Linked DNA regions of Zea mays: region 1 is linked to region 2. Evidence: chromatin contacts called from public Hi-C data. All regions are on one chromosome and are shown on one strand. Each heading gives the region's core, a stretch centred on a gene start, on an enhancer-like site or on the middle of the called end of the contact. The rest is flanking DNA. Distances are from core to core; before and after follow the strand shown.

Region 1 (4,827 bases), core at 2,246-4,745, 330 kb after region 2:
TGAAGTGCTGGAGCTGGATGGATGAATTTAATTTATGGGTCAACTTAACGGACGAAGCCATGCTGCTTGACTACGTCTCACATTGCCGAAGTCTGCTGCTTGACCACGTCTTAACATTGCCAGTTTTCTGAAGTGTAGATGACCCCTGTGCTATTCATGGACAGTCAAGCCAGAGATCTGGCGTGTTTGCCTGCCCGGCTCAGCCCGCCCGTCCAACTGGTTCGAGGCTAGGCTGTAACTCACTTTCCGCATGATTGCTAGCCGCCCTCTCGCCCACCCGCCTCACGCTGGCCAGGCTCACCAGCGACGGCCACTCCGGGCTTCTCCACGCGTGCAGGCTCATAGTGGAAAAAAGGACATAAGTTGCACGCGCGTATGCATGCTAGCTTCCTTGGGTACAATGTGAAAGCTTTGCACCACGAGCAATCATTCTCCTAAAAATGGACCTTGATCTCGTTTCGGTGAAACCAAACTGAAAGGCTAAATTTGCAGGCGTATAATAGCTAGGCTACCTAAACACATGAGAGTTGCAGCCGGCAGCATAGCCAGGCTGCTGGCCGTGGCGGCAAACGCGTTCTGAGTCTTGTATGGTCATTGTGAGCGCAGCGCCAAACGTGAGGTTTTCCCGTCCCTGCCTAGGAAAAAAAAGAGGGCATTGGCAATTTGGCATCCAAATGATGGAAACATATGGGTTTGTTTAGACGTGACATCCCACTACGTTTGAACATACAATTTTGAAATTGGACTGGTGAACTGGTCAACAAGCCTGCGGAGGGATGGCAACGGGGAATTCCCCGTCGGGTTTTAGCTCCCCAAACCCGTCCCCGCGACGAAAAAATTTCCCCGCGGGGATCCCCACGAACGTTTGCGGGGGACATTTCTTCCCCATCCCCGTTCCCCGCGGGGATAAATCCCCGTCGGAGATCCCCATCCCCGCTTAAATTATAATTAAACTAGGTTAGTGCCCGTGCGTTGCAACGGGAACATATAATATCATGATAACTTATATATAAATGTGTTATATTGTTATGAGACCCTCGCCTTCGTGCAAAGCTAGGTTGCGGTGCATCATCTGGTGAGGTCTCTTTTACGAGTTGGCTTCTTGGTAGAAAGGGAATGTCACGGCATAGGCACTGAGTAGATTGTCACGGCAGATTATTATGTACTTCAATTCTGGAATATTTGATGGAAATGCTATTTTAGATTGCTTGGTAAGTGGGAACCGCCTCAAATCACAGAAGTAGAAGCAGCTTCCGATTCAGCCGGAACCATTTCTTCAAAAATGTTCTATTATAGAATAAACAAGGCTTGGGAGATAGAAAACATTATTCAGCCCGGACAGCTCGCGAATGTCATCCTTTATCTCATAACTGCATAACACATTTGTATATATAAATTATCGAGATATTATAGGTCCCCGTTGCAACGCACGGGCACTGACCTAGTTAAGTCAAAATCCCCCTCAATCCGTATCAATCCCCTTCAATCCATATGGATTGAAAATAACCGAACAAGCCCTAAGTAGTAACCATCACCGTCCTGCTCAGGTAACCGGCCCAGATAGTCGCTCCTCCTGGTTTGCCTCTTGGCTCACGGCTACTCTCCTTTGTCAGCATCGGACGGTGGCTACGGACGTGATCGTCTAGCCATACGTAATTAATTTTTTTGGTTGGACAACAGGTCACGGCTGTCGTTGATGTCTAGGACGACAGCACCGGCGCGATCTGGGTTAGAAAAGTCTTTTTTAGCCACATCGATGCAGTTGTATATATAGAATTAAATGTATTTATTCGTTCTTAAACCAGATGTGGTTATACTTTATATACTATGACCGATTAAGGGTAAAAAATATCTTTTTAAGCGGTAGAAATTAGGAAAAGAAAATAGAGATGGATGAAATAAATATGAAATATTGTTTTAGAAAAGTTGGTCACTTGTAAGCACTACTATAAAAAAGCCTAATCTGTAAATATTGTTATATAGAAACCACGTTATAGAGAAACCATCTCAAACGAGTACCATAATAGCGCAAATAACTTTGCCACCAAAAAAAAAGTACCACGTCGTGCTAGTAGCCATTGAGCCGGTTCTAAGCCTATCGTGCTTCGTACCAAACGGATTTAGATCAGGAAAACCCAAAATATTTTTAGAACATATCGTGCCAGCCCGAAGTAAAACAGTGGCTCAGTTTGGCCCTAAATCACGTCATGCCTTCATTGGGTCGTGTCGGCCCAAGCCCGACCCATATATTTGACCACATAAAATCAAAATATTACAACAACAAAAAGTTCATAACTTACTAAATTAAAGATATTAAAGAATCCTAGCATCATTTAACCACATAAACTCCAAATATCACAATAATATAAAGTCGATAGCCTACTAAATTAAAGGAATTAAACAATTTGGGCTTTATTGAACCGTGTCGGTCTAAGTTCGGCCCATCTGTGCGGGTCGTGTCGGGTGCCTTATAGGCTGGAATTTGAGGCCCGACCCAGACCCGTCTTCAAGCCGCGCTAGCCCGGTCCGTATTATTTCGTGTCGGGTCATGTTTTGGGCTCATGTTTTTGTACCATGCTCGTGCTGGCCAAAAAGCTCTACCCCATATTCCCAGCACTATGTGCAAGACCGACCGAACGCCGCAGTCCATTTCAACCCATGTTCGTGTATACATCTCATTTCAGTTTTTGAATTTTTGACATATAAGAGACGTGTCCACCACATCTTCCAGATCGGTTGGTGCTGGATCCATATCCAAAACCAGCCTCTCACATGGCTCGGACTCGGAAGCATGGCATGGCGCGGAAAGCCGTCGCCCGTCGCATGCAGAGCGCACGCAGGAAGCCCGGCAACGCGTCCTGGGCCCTGCCCCCAAGATCGGCGGCGAGGCGCGGTGAAACGGTGGCCACGAACGCGGCTCGCGCCAGCGATTCGGCGCCGCCCAGCCACACGCCCACACCAACACCACGTTCCACTTCCACGTACGCCGCCGCGGCAGCGACACACCGCACGCGCCCCGTACCCCAGTCCGCGGCCAGGCCTCGCCGGCGTCTGCGTGGCGCTGGCGCCTCCACGTTCCTACGTGCCACCCTTATCCACAAACCACAAGTAGTAATCCGTACTGTGCTCCCGATGGTGCCAACTGCCAAATGACGCGAAACGCCTTCGAACCGCCCCACGTTCCGAGGACAAGTGTCGGTCCCACACTCGTCTTTTCCAAGGGTAGTCCCACCACCTCGTCATTCGACGAATCAACCTGGCTGGGCGGCGCGGGGCGGGGCGGCGCGGGCGCGGCAAGATCTGACGCGATAGAACGGATGGGCCCCAGCCGTCAGTGGCTCGATAGAATCTAGCGGCGCAGGAAAACCCGGCGATAAACTTGAGCAGCACATGAGCTTGTGTGTTTTTTTGCGGCGCGCTGGCTCCCTGCGACGTGGCGCTGGCACCGGCCTACTGTCCATAAATACGCGCGCCCCGACGAATTGGGAGGGAAAATACACTACGACCACCACCAAGCGAACGAACCAACGATCGACGCTCCCCGACCAGCGTGGTGAACAGGACAGCAGTCAGCAGCCAATGGAGGCAGCACTGACGCAGCAGGCGGCAGCGACGGCGACGGCGACACCGACGAGGTGGCGGTGCGTGGGGGACGCGTCGCTGGCTAGCCATGGCCAGGGCCAGCAGCGAGCAGGCGCCGTCCGGCTCGGAGCGGCGCGGCGTGCGGTCAGCGGGGCTGTCCGGGCTAGCAGCAGCAGGCATCTGGGCCCCGTGCGGGCGCTCGTCTCCGAGGCCGCCGGCGGCGAGCGGGCGGCGGAGGGCGAGGGAATGGACACCGCGGTGAGGCTGTTCGTGGGCCTCCCCGCGGACGCGGTGGTCTCCGACGGCCGCGGCGTGGGCCGCCCCAGGGCCGTCTCGGCGGCGCTGCGCGCGCTCAAGCTGCTCGGCGTCGACGGCGTGGAGCTGCCGGTGTCCTGGGCCGTCGCGCAGCCCGGGCCCGGGGGCTGGTTCGAGTGGGCCGGGTACCGCGCCGTCGCCGCCATGGTCCGCGACGCGGGGCTCGACCTCCGCGTCTCGCTCCGCACCGACGGCGACGCGCTCCCCGGATGGGTGGCCGACGCGGCGGCCGCCGACCCCGACGTCCTCTTCACCGACCGCTCCGGCCACCGCCGCATGGGCTGCCTCTCCTTTGCCGTCGACGAGCTCCCCGTGCTCGTCGGCAAGTCGCCGCTCCAGGCCTACGAGGCCTTCTTCCGCAGCTTTGCTGAAGAGTTCGATGACTTGTTCGGGTCAACGATCACGGTAAGAGGAGCCCTGGTCCAGGAGGAGAACACACTTAAAATCTTTTTTGCGTTCTTTTAATTTGGGAAACTGAATCTTCTCTCTTTGGTTCGTTCGTTCATGGCACAGGATGTGACTATCAGCCTGGGTCCTAACGGCGAGCTACAGTACCCGTCATACCCGCCGGGGAACCAGGGTTCCCGTGGCTTCGACGGCGTCGGCGAGTTCCAGTGCTACGACAAGTACATGCTGGCACGGCTGAAGCGTCACGCCGAGTCGTCGGGGCAGCCACTGTGGGGCCTGTCGGGTCCACACGACGGGCCGCGGTACGACGACGAGTCGCCGGAGTCGTCCGCCTTCTTCAGAGAGCTGGGGGGCTCGTGGAAGTCGGCCTACGGGGAGTTCTTCCTGTCCTGGTACACCGGGGAGCTCCTGGCGCACGGCGACCGTGTCCTGGCCGCGGCGTCCAGCGCGTTCCGCGGCAAGCCCGTGGAGCTGTCCGCCAAGGTGCCACTCCTGCGAGGGCCGGGGACGGGCCCGAGCCCC
Region 2 (4,609 bases), core at 226-2,725:
GTTAGCGTGACCTCACCCATATTGTTTGTGCAAAACATACATAATCTCAATAATCTTATGCTATTATTAATCAACAAAATTCATGTAGGGGTATAGATGCTATTATAGTCAATCGTAAATGTATTTTAGTTTTGCTCGCCACAAAAAGTGCTAAACGAAGGCACCAACCAAATAGATACAGATTTATATGGGGCCTGTTAACCCTTAGGTGAACCACCTTGAGCTTTGCGTTACTTGATGATAGTATATGAGTTTTTTCATGTTCCTTAGATCCATGTGTGTAGTATGTGGAAGTCATGACTCGCAAATGGTTTTCTTCAAGTTGGCTTTGCAAGTAATCTCAATGTCATATGAATAGGCTGGTTCCTCAGGGTGTGTTTTGTTTGGCTTTTGGTTTTTGATCTTCATAAGCCAAGCCAAAGGACTCAATCTAGAAAATAACTTTTTCTAAAAGCTGGATTTCTACGTAGTGCAAAATTAAAAATAACTGTTGACATTCTTTTAGCGGCCTTAAGATGAAACTGTGAAATATATATGAAACAACTTTTAGTGATTCTCACTAAACCGTTTGTACATGACACAACCGCTTTTTTCAGAGTAATCAATGTGGAGCTTCCTTTGTCCATTTGATTGAGTAGTCGTTAACAAAAAAATAGAAGACTATCTTTTTGTAGTGTAAAAATAAAAGCCCCACCCCCAAACTCGAGGGACGAAATCGTCACTGGTGACGTCACGAAACTCCCGCGGGTTCCGCTGCCGCCGAGCTGTCCACCAACGGCAGCATCTCCCGCCGGGTCGTACATCAGATATTTCCCGCCAGACAAGTGCACCTGCTCTCTTCCCAGATCCCGTCCCCGTCGAAGTCGAACCATGGCGAAGCTGCTGCTGCTCCGTGGCTTTTGTTCTCTCCTTCCCCTACGGCCCTACCCTCCCGAGCAACGACCATTGCGACCCCTTCTCTTCGTCCTTGTCCCCTCTCCGAAAGCGACCACACCGCATGACCTCCCTCCCTGCGCCGCTGCGCGCGTAGGTACTACGACCTCGTCCCGAGTGCCTTTGCCAACTGCCATCACGTCGAGAAACAAAAAGAGCTTCTCGCGGCAAAGATCACGAGTCGGCGCCGTGCCGTGCCTGTGCGGGGTCACCGAGTCATCGGTCACGTACACCCGATGGCCGATGCGGTGACAAGGTAACCGACGAGATGACGGGACACCTGCCCAGTCCAGCGCAAAGCTTCGCGCCTTCGCGGGGAGTCGCCGAGCAGACAAGTAGCAGCACACGGTAGACGGTACAGGCACAGGGGGCGGGGCGAGCCTCTGGCTCTCCGCTCTCGTTCTTCCGTCCTTCGTCGACGTCGTGCGTTGCGCCTCCCTTTCAGGCTGTCCCTTTCAGCATTTACGGCGCTCACGTTTCTCGCTCCAGTCCAGTCTCCACCTTCTTATCCCCCAAGCAAAGCCGGTCGGGGCAAACGGAAGCGAAACAGGGCCCGTCTCTTCCACCACTCCGCAGAGGCGCAGACTACCGTCTCATCCTACTACTCTAGCCCAGTCTCACGATCCAGCACTCAGTCACTAGCGCTTGTCGTCGCCAGTACAACAACGGCATGGGTGAGGGTGACGACGACCGGCGGGACGAGTTGTTGGGCGCGGGGCGGGACCATGAACCAGAGCCGGCGGACGCGGAGGAGGCCAAGAAACCCGCACCCGGCGAGGCGGAGGCCGGCAACGGCGCCGGCGCGGAGGCGGCGACCTGCGACTACTGCGGGACCGCGGCGGCGGCGGTCTACTGCCGCGCCGACTCCGCCAGGCTCTGCCTGCCGTGCGACCGCCTCGTGCACGGCGCCAACGGGGTCTGCTCCCGCCACGCCCGCGCCCCGCTCTGCGCCGGCTGCTGCGCCGCCGGGGCCGTCTTCCGCCGCGCCTCGACCTCCGCCTTCCTCTGCTCCAACTGCGACTTCGGGAGGCACCGGGATGGCGGTGACCCGCCGCTCCACGACCGCTGCGCCGTGCAGCCCTATTCCGGGTGCCCTCCGGCGAGCGACCTCGCCGCGCTCCTCGCGGTGCCCCTCTTCGACAAGCCGGCCGCCGAAGATGGTGCCTGGTGGAACATCTGGGAGGAGCCCCAGGTGCTGAGTTTGGAGGATCTCATCGTGCCCACCACCCCTTGCCATGGATTCGAACCCCTCCTAACGCCGCCCTCGCCCAAGGTAGTAGCAATGCTTTTTTCCCCATACATCACTGCCCCACTAAAGTTTACCAGTCATGTCTACGTTTTACTCTGATTTCTGTGACCTAAATTCTCGACTGGTTATCCGATGCACAAGAACCGGAGCATCTCGCCGGACCGGAAGGTGAACGAGGAGATTCTTCGGCAGCTGGGGGAGCTCGCAGAGTCTGATGGCGGTATGCAGGCATCAGCAGGTCGTGAGGAGGCAGAGCAAGCTGGTGGAGACCAGTTCCCTTCCTGGGCGTCACCACAGTATGCCACTGGACATGGCAATTTTGGAACAGAGGACAACCATGAGGTTACAACCATGACTACTCTTTGCGATGTTTGATCTGGGTACCTGAATCTGTTTATGATACCCTGTTTTTTACGAACTAAAACTATGGATGTAGACATCTAGCCAGGTTCTTTTTAGCTAGAAGCGGCTGCGGCTGTCTGTATTGCAGTTCAATCTACAGTAACATTGTATTAAAAAAATACAGCCGGCAGCCGCCTCAGTCACCGCTGCAGCGAACATTTTCATTTGAATTCATTAGACAACCAAACAACAGAATTCATTAACAACCAAACAGTAGAATTCAGAAATCTTGATTCCAATTCCCAATTCCAGTCCTGAATATCTACATCCAAACGGGGTATGACTCATTTCCTAGACAAGTTAGTGCTGAAGCATTTCCATTTCAATGGCAGAAACCATAGATGGCATAATCTACAACATATAGTTATATATGCTCAAAACATGCTTTCCATTAAGTGATGAACCGATACCTATCTGATGAGGAATGTATATATTCTGAAACTGCCGGATCTTTTCCATTAAGTGATATACCGATACCCATCAACAAATGTGAAGCTGATGGCGTCTTGTTGAAGAATGCTTGTCGCCGGTTAGAAACGGTGGTCGTGGATATCTTTGCTCGTTTTGGTTGACGCTTTTCGAATAGGATTGCTTTAAATTAGTGTTGACGCCTTTTTCGGGCGCCAATCACTCAACACGAACCGGCGGCGGTGCTCTCTGCACAGAGGCGGACGGTCCGCGGCCTGGCGCAGGGCTAGGGTTCCCTGCCTGACGGGCCAGACGGTCCGCGCGTGCGCAGGGGCAGCGAAGGTCGCCGGCGGCGCCTGGATCTCGCCCCCGGGGGGGACCCCGTCGGGGAGGAGAGATCCTAGGGGTTGTCTAGGCTCGGGCAGACCGACCTAGACTCCTCTAATCGACGTAGAGTCGAAGAGAAGCGGAGAATTTGGGGTTTAGAGGCTAAACTAGAACTAGACTAGAACTATTCCTAATTGCATAAGGTAAAAACGAGAAATAGATTTTATTTGATCGATTGTTGGGGGTTCAATCGGCCGTAGCCCTTCATCTATATAAAGGGGGAGGTCTGGATCCGCTTCAAACTGTTTCCCGAGTTAATCCCGCGGTTCTAGGTAACAAATCCCACGAGAAACTAGGAACCCTAACTGACTCTGCGCACGCGCGGACCGTCCGCGCCATCACCGCGGACTGTCCGGACCGCGGACCGTCCGCTAGACCTTTTTTGGTGTCCAACAATTAGTTTGTCTCTAAGGTTTTAGCTGGAGGTTGTGTCCTTCGTGCTTGTTGGGAGTGTTTTTCCAAGTGATGTAAACTGTTGGCCCTAACCTCGCAAGAGGGGAAAGCCGGATCGTTTTAGTACTTCCCATTATCTAAAATTATATTCTGAAACTGCCCAAGTCCCATGACTTCAGCATACATTCCCGCCCTCCCGGGAGTAAGGAAGTGACTGTAGTTAAGAATATCTGTGATGGCTGAGTAGTGAGTATCCATGCTGTTCACAAACTATGGATAAAGTCAACACTTACAGAAGTCATGAAAAATCTTGTTATTCACAAAACATGCGATTTCTTCTCACTGGACAAAAAAGTCCAGTAAAAAAGTCGCCACAACATCAACGAAGATTCAAAAACTTATGCCAAGGGAAGATATGTTTGTAGCATTTCCTTTTGTATGGCAGAAACCATACGGATTCTTGTCATATGCTCAACACACTTTCCATTGAGTCATAGCTGTCTTCAAGAAGGATATATTCTGAATCTGAGGTTCCTAGTGTTAACACCATGACACAACACTTTGGAATCAGAAAGAAGTCACTGTAGTTAAGAATATTCCAAATTCGATTTGGATAACCGGAATAAGATCACAAGAACTTTCTATTGCACCCTTTTTCTCTTTTCTAGATATACCACCAAAAGGTCGATTGCTAAATCTGAAACAATGATTTGATACTGCCGTAGTGCAGGGCCATGCCTCGTTCAGGAAATAGTACTGCCACATGCTGTGGTAGGACTTGGTAATGGAAAAAGGAGACTAAAGTCTAATTATAGGGTGTAAAAGCAAATCGCTCTA

What was found. A called contact is a pair of places that touch in the nucleus more often than the background predicts.
Region 1: a Hi-C map of bundle sheath shows a contact between it and region 2, with 3 times the contacts expected there. The contact joins the promoter of LOC100284904 here to the promoter of LOC100383648 in region 2. A contact is called at or near these places in 5 of 25 Hi-C or Micro-C datasets (bundle sheath, endosperm, leaf and 2 more).

Annotation. Positions count from the first base shown.
Region 1 is chr1:60,231,356-60,236,182 of Zm-B73-REFERENCE-NAM-5.0, forward strand. LOC100284904 (beta-amylase) reads left to right here and starts at 3,496. Exons shown (of 2, transcript NM_001157799.2): 1 at 3,496-4,302; 2 at 4,411-4,827. The coding sequence starts at 3,580.
Region 2 is chr1:59,902,906-59,907,514 of Zm-B73-REFERENCE-NAM-5.0, forward strand. LOC100383648 reads left to right here and starts at 1,476. Exons shown (of 4, transcript NM_001176293.1): 1 at 1,476-2,206; 2 at 2,324-2,524. The coding sequence starts at 1,604.